2 separate regions of the Mus musculus genome follow, and region 1 is linked to region 2. A link is a contact called in public HiChIP or PLAC-seq data. All regions are on one chromosome and are shown on one strand. The core of a region is the stretch at or near the end of the contact, and the rest is flanking DNA. Distances in the headings are between cores, read along the strand shown. Region 1 holds the start of Gsto1 (glutathione S-transferase omega 1). Region 2 holds the start of Pdzd7 (PDZ domain containing 7).

What was found. HiChIP or PLAC-seq counts read pairs in DNA pulled down with a chosen protein or histone mark.
Region 1: an H3K27ac HiChIP or PLAC-seq map of thymic regulatory T cells shows a contact between it and region 2, with 10 times the contacts expected there. The contact joins the promoter of Gsto1 here to the promoter of Pdzd7 in region 2. A contact is called at or near these places in 1 of 115 datasets of contacts at active chromatin or transcription factors (thymic regulatory T cells) and 2 of 9 other capture datasets (adipose tissue and liver).

What each region holds. Positions count from the first base shown.
Region 1 is chr19:47,852,705-47,858,460 of GRCm38.p6, forward strand. It overlaps Gsto1 (glutathione S-transferase omega 1), which reads left to right and starts at 2,269. Exons shown (of 6, transcript NM_010362.3): 1 at 2,269-2,418; 2 at 2,511-2,619; 3 at 5,155-5,377. The coding sequence starts at 2,385. Gm30021 (predicted gene, 30021) reads right to left here and starts at 2,212. Exons shown (of 2, transcript NR_166768.1): 1 at 1,947-2,212; 2 at 407-777.
Region 2 is chr19:45,043,793-45,049,840 of GRCm38.p6, forward strand. Pdzd7 (PDZ domain containing 7) reads right to left here and starts at 1,980. Exons shown (of 16, transcript NM_001195265.1): 1 at 1,626-1,980. The coding sequence starts at 1,851. It overlaps Sfxn3 (sideroflexin 3), which reads left to right and starts at 3,784. Exons shown (of 11, transcript NM_053197.4): 1 at 3,784-4,098; 2 at 5,312-5,475; 3 at 5,952-6,048. The coding sequence starts at 5,315.

The DNA.
Region 1 (5,756 bases), core at 1,019-3,518, 2.8 Mb after region 2:
CCCTGATTCCCACGGATTGAGGGGGGACGGCTAGGCCCGGTTTGTGGCACCCAACTAAGTCATTTTACTCTCCTCTCCATTTAATTTAAGCTCCTTTATTTGTGAACCATTTGTCCCTGCATGGCTTCTTATTGTGAGATATATATATATATATATATATATGTAGATGTAGATGATGTAGATGTAGATGTAGATGTAGATATATATTCACTGACTAGACTCTGGGCCTTTCTAGCTTGTTCATTCAACTATTTAGCTAGCATCTTTCCATGAAAACTCTAATGAAGTCTGTTTTCCCTGCTATGGACAGTTACAGACTTAATGAAATCAAACAGAAAAGTTTATGTAACCAAAGTCTTAGGCCAGAGGCCCAACTCTGACCCAAAGAAAGAAATGAAAGTAATCGTAAACATGTATGAAAAGGTTTTAATCAAAATGGCCATTTAAGTGTTTCATCCTTTAAGCCATGCTGACATGGTTGTAGATTTAAAGAGAGGAAGAATTTGGGGCGAGTGGTGAGAGGCAATCTATTAAACAGTGCTGGCCAGGCTATGGCTTGGTCAAGCTGTGGTTTGGCTCAGTCTGTTTCTACACGATGACCTTGAAGGAGTCTTTATTACTTGTGTGGACAATTTGGTTGCCAAAGGATGGTGGCTGCTGTTTGGGGATAATTTTCTTATGAAATGATCTATCTTCCCAGTTCTTTTACTCCCAGAATTCATGGTGTCTTCAGGTTTATTGGAATGACTGGAGCTTATCTGGAACATTCTCTGATAGCTGGAATGAGATGTTATAAAAGCTAATAGTCAGATATTTTAGCTATTCGTAACATATAGAAATAAAAGTTTTTTATTAAAACACCATCTGCGAGGCAGTTGATAAGACCTTCAACAACCTGAATTTGATCCTGTCAATATAGATTATAAATTGGACAGTATGAAATTACCCATCATTCTTCTGAAAAGTTACAGAAGGTTGCTGCATCGGGTGGACACATCTGGGCAGTGAAGGTGAACATTACGTAGAAGGTTAAAAACTATTTCTTGTCACTAGGGTTTTTAATTTTTTCGTCTTCTTGCAATATAGTCGACTCAGATTAATCTCTTCAGGTTACAGCTACAACAAAATATATAGTCCCGTGGCAGTTTGACTGTGGCCAGTAGAGATATATGCCCAGATGTTTGAGGGCTATGTTCTCAGCTGCTAGGACTTAGGCATGATCCCTACTATAATGGCCACCAGTAACGTAGCACAGTGGTTTTCTGTATATTTTCCTTTCTTTATTTGAAGAATTAATGTTTGCTAGTTCATCCACAGCAAGCCCTGCCTGCTAGGGTGCTGCCATTTCCTGGCCGCAATTGTTAGACGTATGAGTCATTTAAGTCACTTTGGCATTTTGTTCCGTAGTTCTAGTGAGCACAGGGAGAAGCCAGGATCAAAACTGGAGCTGGCTCCAAGGGCATTCTCTGCTTCTCCAATAATAGAGCTGGAAACAAAACCCAGGCATGCTCTTTCATAAATAGCCCCGGAGTTAGTAGCTTTTATCCATGAGCTTTGCGAATCCTGGAGGCAAACTCTCCTCATGCCTGAATAAGAAGACAGCAGTTTTCGCAAGCCCTCTGGCCAGATTTTTTTTTTTTTCTTATGGACTCAAAAGGCTAAATTTTCTCAGCCCACTGTGCTTAAACCAGCGTGTGCTCTTTCTAGGCTTCCAGACAAATGTTTTATGGATGGAATTTTGAAAGCACAACTGCGTCCGGAGGCTAATAACATCCAGATGTGTGCTCTTTTCTATATGCCGAAATGTGCCTCTGTAGGTGACTATAGGGATGGCAGCTTATAGTAAGCTAGTACTGACAGAAGAAAAGACCGTCCAGGTGGCTAGACCACCTCCTAGACCCCTCTGGAATGTTGGAAATTTGGGGGCAGAGCTAGAGCTCACATACCAGTGGAGTGGGTGTGGGAGGTATGGAGGTCAGGGCCAGAGTCCTGTGTGAAGGCAGACAGGAAACCTTCGGCCTGGAGGGATGGGGTGGCTCTTTCTGAGCATCTCTGCTTTGGCCGGCTCCAGGTGGTCATCACATGACACAAGAAACCACAAGACCCCTTGTGTGGAGGCGGGGTGTGTGTCTCTGTGGTTTTGTTCCTCCTTGCACTACCTCCGCAGCGAACCTGGGAGCCCACCGGTTAACGTCACACAGCATCAGGATCCAGGATCGCAGCGGCCGATGCTTTCCCTTTAAAGGCGGGGGCGGCTCCCGGCCAGGAGGCGCGGTCTGGGCGGGGCTGAGTTCTAGGACAGTGTACAAGACCTCGTGCTTCCAGAGTCGCCCGCAAACGGGAGCGGAACCCGCGTGGCTCTCGGCCTGCACGGCGGCTCAGCGATGTCGGGAGAATCCTCCAGGAGCCTGGGGAAGGGTGAGGCTACTGGTGTCGGGGACGCACCGTGTACCGGGGATGCCCGGGATCCCTGTGCGATCCGGGCCGTGACTGTCTCCTCTCTCCTGCAGGAAGCGCGCCCCCCGGCCCGGTCCCGGAGGGCCAGATCCGCGTCTACAGCATGAGGTTCTGCCCCTTCGCTCAGAGGACGCTGATGGTCCTGAAGGCCAAGGGAATCCGGTGAGGACGAGGGCGATGGCTCCGGAGCCGCTGGCGGCTGGGCTTCAACCCCTCGCGGCGTTGGCTTTGTGGTCAGGGGGAAATATTCTCAGCCTTTTGTAGGAGACTTTAGTTGCTCACCCTCTTTTCAAGGGGAGAATTGTCATGGACTCCAGGGCTCTAGGGCAGCCTGTTTAAGCAGTCTGGGGCTCAAAAAAAGCGTGTTTCCCCTCCCCACCCCCCCACGGTGAGGTTGGTGGTTTACACTAGATTGCGGAACCCTGGGGTGGCTGTCTCAGCTCGGGTCCTGGGATTCTTGGTGAACTAGAGGCTTGCTTCGCTGTTGCACAAAGGTCACCCGCCTAGCAGAGTTCTGAGCCGTGTGCACAGTCATTTAGGTTGTAAACACAAGGAAGTGTCAGAGTCAAGCCTTTGCAAAGCCTCCATATCCAAACAGTCTTTGACCTACGGGTTATCTACAGTTGGTGAGTCTCTTGGCTTTTCCCGATACCATGTTCGTTGGACCATTTCCCTTCCAATGTCTTGGGGGATCTTTTGAACAATTATTAGACACCTTCTGTTTGGAAGCTCACCCTTAAGAAAAAGTTCATGTATGCAGTTACAATTCGTAAACGACTTTTAGTCCATGGGGAGAATTGGCTAGGCAGGCAGTTCTTTTCCCTAAATGTTAAAATATGTAACCTAAGGAAGTATTTGAAAATTAATTGTCACTTTGTAACGATTTTAATTTCATTTGGATAGGAGATTTGGTTTTGAACACAAGAACGTATTTTTTTTTCTTAAAAAGCAATTTTTCTATATTAGTTGGAACTTTCACTCTAACAAAGAAACTCAAACTGAATTGAAAAAAATAAAAGATATTTATTGTTCTAATACAACGAGAGAGTCCAAGAACAGGGCACAATGCCTTGTGTGATGTGTTTCCTACTGAAACTCAGTGTGGAAAAGAATTATATTTCGCACCAGGATTTCCCAAGCAACATTGAAATTACTTTACCATAACAGGGGTGGGGGCCCTTACGGGGAGAGGGGTTCCTTCAGATAGTGTCTATTACTACTCGTTATTCACAGACCGATTTTAAACCAGGAAACTTTGCCTGGGGCAGTAGCGCCTTACACAGGGCATGTGTGTTGCACACTCTGTGTAAGGAGCATCCTCCAGCCTGTGGGCTCAGCTGTGCTGAGTGTTGGCTCAAAATGCCACGCTTCCAGCATTCACTTGTCTTCTTGATCTCCAGAGCCCAGGAATTGCCTTCCATTTTCAAAATATAATTCTCAGAGATGGACACTATTCTATGGCAAGGGCTTTTGTCTTTCCCATGACAGGTGGTTTGTATGTTCATTATTCTGTAAACCTTTTAACATGCTTGCATACACACACACACACACACACACACACACACACACCAGTGTTCACACTGGCTATTTGTTCTTGTGAGGGATTATGCATTGAAATCCATAAGCTAAATCTGATTTGTTGTGGGTGAAGACCCGGGAAGTCAGACGTGTTGGGATGGCTTACTTTTGAGTGGTCTCTCCTAGTGGACACTGTGCCTGATTTGAGTTCTTCGGACATCGCTTTAAGGATTAGAATGCTTTCCTGTCTCCTACAGTCTCTGCAGGATACAAGGCATACGCAGTTACAATCTGCATTTAGCCGGACTCCAATGGATTCTTTCTTTTTTTAATTTACTTTGTATACTTTTTAAAAATTATTTTTATGTTCATGTGTGTGCACCTGTGCATGAGTTTATGTGCTTGCGGGATGCCACAGAGCAAAAGAGGGCATTGGGTCCCCAGAAACTGGAGTTATGACCTCTGACGTGGGTCCTGGGAACTGAACCCAATCCTCTGCAAGAGCAAGTGCCCTTAGACTGTCTGTCCAGTCTCATACTTTTTATGATTTAGAAACCTTTTTAAAGAAAACATACCAAAACATGTGGATTCAACATGGTTCATTTTATGAGATTTTTTTAGGATTAAAAAATATCCTTGTAAACAAGGATTTCAAAATTCATATTAGCAAAATGTATTCAGTTGAGTCAGTTCAACTCCTTTCGAACTGAATCAAAATGAAATGAGGCTTTGTCAGGCTGATTCCAATATATTGAGTGGACATGGCGCACAACCCAGTTGGTTGCCTCCTGTCAGGATGCAGAAGACACCAGCTCTCCCATGTTTAGTTCGACACTGTTCACCATGGTGCGCTGCCAATGGCCGTTGACAAATGAGCAGAAATGAAAATGCTCAATACATGGTATTCCACTGTTCAAGAGAAGGAAAGTCTAAAGTGTGTGACAAAGGTGGATCATGGAGATGCTAAGGAAAGCAAGTCAGATAAACAGAAAAGTGAACATTGGCTGCTCGCCTGCAGGAGGGCATCTGACCCAGGGTCTTAACCTTCGGGTGCAGTGTGGTCAGAACTCTCCTCCTCCATCCAAGGCTCCTCCACTAAGTGGATTGGTGGAATCGGGCCACACTAATTCAGGGAGACAGAAACTGCCTCGCTCTCTTCAGTCGCCTTGTATCTTTCAGGCACGAAGTCATCAATATCAACCTGAAGAATAAGCCCGAGTGGTTCTTTGAGAAGAATCCCCTTGGGCTGGTGCCGGTTCTGGAGAACAGCCAGGGTCACTTGGTCACCGAATCTGTCATCACTTGTGAGTACCTGGATGAGGCCTACCCAGAGAAGAAGTTATTTCCAGATGACCCGTACAAGAAGGCACGTCAGAAGATGACCCTTGAGTCATTCTCTAAGGTATGTTTGAAAAAAACCCAAACCCAAACCAAAACCCTCCTTTTGTTCTAGGCTGACTCAGCGCTGCCTTTGTGATGGTTCTGGCACTGGGAACCTTAACTACATTCACCATGCCCTGGCACGCTCTGTTCCTGCTTGCCTTGCAGTCAGCCCAGCCCTCCTGGCTCTTTTTCCTGACCCACCCCTGGTGAAAAAAAATTTTTTTTTAAGTCTGCCACACGTTCTCCCTTCTCTCCCAGTTCTCACTGCATGTCTTCTCTCGTTTTCACTAAGATTAGACATTTTTGATATTTATGCTTGGACCTGCTGCCTTCCTGAAACATGGCCAGGCTGCTCAGAACTCCAGCTCTGTTTCCCCGCTAAGCTTGTCCTCATTGAG
Region 2 (6,048 bases), core at 730-3,229:
AGTCACCATGAGTTTTCCTGCAGAATTGTTCTATCTTGTGTCTTATTGTTTATTTGTGTATTGTTTACTGTTGCTTGGAAGTCTGCAAGTTTCATCATGGGACTTTTCAGTTCTTTCCCACCAACACATCTTTAGTCCTTGCACAGTGCATAGTATCTGACAGGTAATTTTTGATAAATGAGCAGATGAGTGAATGAGTGAAAAAATGAATGAACAAACTAGGAGAGGAGAAAGAGGTGGCTAGAAAGGGTCACATCAGCCAGGTATTGGTGTCACATGCCTTTAAACCCCAGCTCTTGAAGCAGAAGCGGGAGACTCTCTGAGCTCAAAGCCAGCCTGGTCTACAGATCAAGGTCCAGGACAGCCTACACAGATAAAGCCTGTCTTGAAAAAAACAAAACCAAATTAAAAAAAAAAAGAAGAAGAAGGAAAGGAGGGAGGAAGGAAGAAAGAAGGAAGGGAGGGAGGAAGGAAGGAAGGAATAAAGGAAAGAAGGAAGGAAGGAAGGAAGAAGAAAGAAAGAGAGAAAGGGTTGTCTGTCCTGCTTTCTAGCTCCTCTGGGTGTTTCTGCTTCTTGGTCAATGGCATTGGTGACCTCAACAGTACCTTGATACTTGCCCGAGGGCGGGGCCTATAGTGGTCACTGACAGTGATAGAAGTGAGCAAGCCAACCATATCCCGGGCAGCTGTCTTTGGAGGGGAACAGAGACTTGTAATTGCATTGGAAGAAACACCAGACCTGAAAAGTCCAGTCTTGGATCCAGCCAGGGGAACCGTGCTGGCTCAGAAAGAGGAGAGGGGTTGGAGATACGGATCGGGTCCTGTCCACAGAGAGCCAGTCCCACAGGGCCTCGCTCCTCTCCTGGCATCTGAGGCTCTGTCTTGCTCACAGGCTCTTTGTCGCCTCACATCTGTCACTGTAGTCTAAGCACCTGCCTCACCATGCTTCCCGCTGTTCACTTCTGACTTTTGCGGGGTGGTAGCTGCAACCTCCCCACCAGCTGTTCTTGTTTGTGTCTTGAAGTTTTGACTATGCTTCATATTCCTGTGAGGTGAAAACTGAGCTTCCTCCCTCTAGGTCCCCTGCAAGACCTAACCGGGGTAGAATCAGAATTGGTGGCCATGGTATAGTGCCAGGCAGCTCATTCTCTCTGAACGACCGAGCTATGGGGCTCTCACTCTCTGCCTCTGTCTCTCATTCCTCCTATCCCCACCCCACCCCCACCCCCTCTCTGCCTTTTCATGGACATTTGCTGCGTGTCTTTTGGCCCCTCTCCCACATTCTGAAGCCTGGACACTGACGCTCTACCGTCCCCCCACAGTACTGGTCACACAAAATTGTTTGGTGGGAGATCTCCATTCTGCTTCACTCCCTAAGGTGGGTTAGGAGAAAGACGGAGTTCAAGGAATGGAGGGGGCTGATTCATCACGCTGCCTATGTATCCCAGGGGCTCACGTATAAGGGCTTTCCTTAGACTATGGTTTCACCTCCCACCTCTGATCCTTCTACAGCCCTGCCGCCCTAAAATAGTGGCTACAGGATAGGCAAGGGTAGATGAAAGATGATCCCGTTACCCGTTGTCCTCAGTGCTCCCATCCAAGTCACTCCCGGGCCCCACACCCACCTTCGATGGGGGAGTTGATGAGGATGACCCGGCCCATGGGCGAGGAGGCTCGAATTCCTCGGGAGGGCCCATTCAGCAGGCGCTGCTGCTTCCTCAGCAGGTATCGTGTTGCTGTGGAGCCTGAGTCGCTGCCCAGGTGGCCTCGGGAGGAGACAGAGCTCAGGGAGCCAGAGCTGAGTTCTCCTAGACCCAGTGGGTCAAAGCCTACCGTGAAACCACGTGCCATAGTAGTGAGACTAGGGCAGTGCCCTACAGATCCGGACAGAGTCTGCCTGCCCTCCGAAGGTTGGCTCTTGGTCTTCCAGGCTCCATGAGCTTTCTCAGTAGGGCTGGAGTCTTAGTAAGGCAGATCTCGCTGAGTCGAAAAATAGTGTTTCTTCTGGCCACCCTGTTCTGGAAAGTCCACAAGACAGAGCAGCTGATCCCAGGCCACTTGGAAGAGAGGGATCTTTCTGATGCAATTTCAGTCTGAATGCTTCTTAGGAGTAGGGCTTCCAGATCTGTGTAGGAAGAACAGGGTTTGGGGAGAGGGATGAGTGCTGTCCCATTACCCTGGCTTCTGCACTTCCTCCTGACTTGAACATCCTGTCCCCCTCTCCCATCCTGGGCCCAGAGGAGATCGGCCCAGTTCTGCACCATCTTGGATTTGGGGATTTGTTTCTACAAGGCCATTGGGACACTTTCCTTCCATTCCTCCCTCCATTCCTCCATTGCTATTCTCAATGGAGTCATCCACCCAGTCTCCGGTCCTCATCTGACACTCAGAGAGTAGAGATGGGGGTCACAGCAGGCTCTTGAGTTTTAAAGAGAGAGAGGAGAATGGGTGCCACACAGTTTACTGCAGCATCTTTCCTGTGTGTATATGTATATGGGTAGGGGCTAGCCTCCCGAGCTGGACTTCAGGACCTGGGATAGCTGCGGTCGAGCTTGCCCCCCACCGCCACCCCCAGGTGAATGTCAGGCTCCAGGCTGCAGTTGTGAGTCTAAAGTCGCTGCAAGACTCTATCCCAGGACTGAGTGATCTTCTGGAGAGAGCCCCACAAATCGCTAGTGCAAAACCAGGGGTCACGCCCTCTAGAGCATTTCTGTAAACCAAAAAACAGACTCCCCCATGTAGGACCTCCTGCCTCGCTACCTCTAGGACTTGGCCACCTCACCTGGTCCCGTGTGCCGCCGCTGCCCTTGTCGCCCGCTGGCGGGCGCGATACAGTGAACTAAGGACCCCGCCCACGCTCCGCGCAGCTGCTGGAATAGAGCTACCCTGCGCGGTCCTGGGATCCCATTGGCTGCTGAGACCGCCAGTCATTCTCTTCTAGCACCTTTGGTAGCCTGTCCGGATTGTAGCTTCTCACCTGTCTGATACCTCTGGGCTCTGCCCGCCCCAACTCTGAACCCCAACTGGTCGTTGGAACCCAGGCTCTGGAACTGGCTGGGTTCCACTGGCTACTAGAATCACGTCTTCTCCGGGCCACGCTAGCTTCCTGAAATTGCCATCCCTTCCGTAGTCATCCCTAAGGTCTCTGTGGGAGAATGTCACAAACGAAAGAGCTGAACCTGAGCCTGAGATCAGCAGGAAGGAAAGCTGGAACATGGCTGTGTCGCCGCTGTGCCCTGGGTGCTGATGGATAAGGGATGTGTGTGTGTAATGCCTTCTTCACCTTCGGAGACACCCTGTTCTGGAAAGGCCGCACGATACAGCAGCTGATCCCAGGCCACTAGGAGAAGAATCTTTCTGATGCGCCTGCTTGGATGCAGGCAGAGATCACGGGAAACTTTGGCCGTGCACATCCCTAGGACTGGGGCGTCAGTTTGTGTACGGATAAGTGTTGGGGGTACAAAAAATTGCTGGCACAGTGGAGCTGGGGATTAGGTGGCAAAGGGGACTGGGAACACAAAAGGGGCACAGATACCACAACAATGTGGCTGGAAAGAGATGCGAATGACGAGGATCTGCAAAAGGAGCCTCTAAGACCTGGAGTAGCAGACCAGGGTGCAAGCAAGGAGAGTCCATTGCCAAGGCAGCAATCAAGTAAACAAGCAGTAATCCGAATCCCTCCGGGCGTTGCACCCTCAGAGGCCCGCCCTCCACGCCGCTCACCCGCACCCAGTGCACCTAGACTGGGTGCTGCGGGGGTGGGTGCCTCCAGAGGCAAGCTAAGGGACTGCAAGCGAAGGAGGCAAGTGGGGCGGCTCCTCCCCTTTTCTCCCTGGTTGGGAAGGAGGCCAGAATTGCTTCCCAGGACTGGGTCGGGTTTGGTCTCAACGGCCTGGTCTGGGAGAATCACTCTGGACATCCACTGTCTCGGAACTCTGCCAAGAGGGGGGGTGGGTCAGGCGAACGAGCTCAGGGAGCCCCCGCCCTTCCCTGCTGCTCAGCGTCACGCGTGACGTCTCGGTGATGGCTGGGAGGAAAGCGGAGAGCGGTGAGGAAGGCGGGTCTGAGAGCTTCTAGAGGCTGAAAACCCCGGAAAGCGTGAGTGCCTGCTGCCTTGGGAATCAGCAAAGTGGAGGGGTGAGGGCTTGGGCTCAGAACAGAAGGCTTGCCTTGAGAGAGGTGCTCTCTCTTATGGGAATTCCATATTGCGTGGTCTGTTAGGATCTGTAGGGCACAAGGAGGGGTTGGTTGAGGCTGTGTGTTAGGCATGCTTTCAAATGTCTGCAACTGATAGATATGGCTGAGCGTGTGTGTGTGTGTGTGTGTGTGTGTGTGTGTGTGTGTGTGTAACGGTACTCTGGTTGGTTGACTAGTGTATACAGTGTGACTCTAACCTGTTTGTGTGCTGGGGAGGGCGTGCCTGTCTTTGTGTATAAGTATGTGAAAGTCGGGTGGGGACGGTGTCTACTGTGAGGGAGGAAGTGGGGTTGGAGGGTATTAGTCACTCTGCAGGATTTTTGCCTAACACAGCCAGATGGCTGTTCTTGGCATTCCTTTTTGTGCTGGGCGGAGGGGCATCCATTGAATCTCGCCCTTTCCTGAGGTTTTTCTGAGGCTCAGAGAGAGTTGGGTGGGTGCCTGCGTCAGTTCTATTCAACCCAGGACCAGGGAGAGCCCGGAGTTATTGTGTAGGAGTGGAAGCAAGTGGGTTTGAGGAGGCTATGTGGGTGCTCACATGTTCACAAATGGCTGCCACTCCAGTGCTGTTTGAGATCTGGTACGGATCAGCCCTCAGGTGCCTAATGTCTCCTCCAATCAGGGGCTTGAGTGTGGGCTGCCTTCTGTCATTTTTCCAAACAGCCTTGGAAGTTTTTATCTAAGTCTTGGGGCAGCTGGGGCCTGAAGCTGGAAAGGGCTTGGGTGTGTTATCCATGTTCTGTGCTCCTATAGCAGGAGCTCAAGATAGCTGCCCCAGATTAGCTGCTGCTGGGGAATCACACACACACACACACACACACACACACACACACACACACACACACTCACACACACGTAAATCTGGCATCAGGCCACAGCGTCAGGAAAGCTATATTCTTGGTTCTGGTCTTCCCTCCGGCTCTTAAGTGGCTGTATGTTCCTGGCTAAAACACTACCTAGGGAACAACTCCTCCCCCACCCTTGTTTATGGATCTGGAGTGACCTTGAGCACCTGCAAGCACTGGTCAGTTTCTGGGGCCAAGGCAGAGCCACCAAAGTGTCTCCCAAGTGAAGGAAGTCCTTGGACCTGACCCTTATTCTTGCTACCTTGCAGAAGATGGGTGACCTGCCCTTAAATATCAACATCCAGGAACCTCGGTGGGACCAAAGCACATTTCTAGGCAGAGCCCGGCATTTCTTCACAGTCACTGATCCCCGAAATCTGCTGCTGTCCGGGGAACAGCTGGAAGCTTCCCGGAACATCGTGCAGAATTACAGGTGAACCTGCCTCAAATCACGCCACTGTGACGCAGCACTTTAGCTCAGCGGATCTGAGGACATTTGGGCTGAGGGGACAGCACTGTGTGTTATGGGTAGGTGGCAGCTCTGCAGGTCACAGATCCTTAGTAATGACACTTCCCAGTGCTGTTCACTGTGCAAGGACAAAGAGAGTCCCACGCAGATAGAAAAGGAATCCTCCTTGGGAGGTTTAACTCTTGGAATGTCCTCCAGTCATTCAAACCACCATCACTGTGACCCCGGAGAAAATGTGGGGCCACCAAGGATGTGAAAATAGAGTAGGCACACCTACAAGACGCTCTGACATCCCCAGGGGACAGAGAGGTCCTTTACTCAGAGGTTGGGTGCCAAACTTCCTGATCCTTTGCCCAGAGTTCCCCGAGGCAAGCAGCAGAGACAAGAAGGGCAGGTCTGACCCCTGCCACAGCCTCCTGGTTTCTTGCCAATTTCTACAGGGCTGGTGTGGCAACCCCGGGTCTCACTGAGGACCAGCTATGGCGAGCCAAATACGTGTATGACTCAGCATTCCATCCGGACACGGGGGAGAAGGTG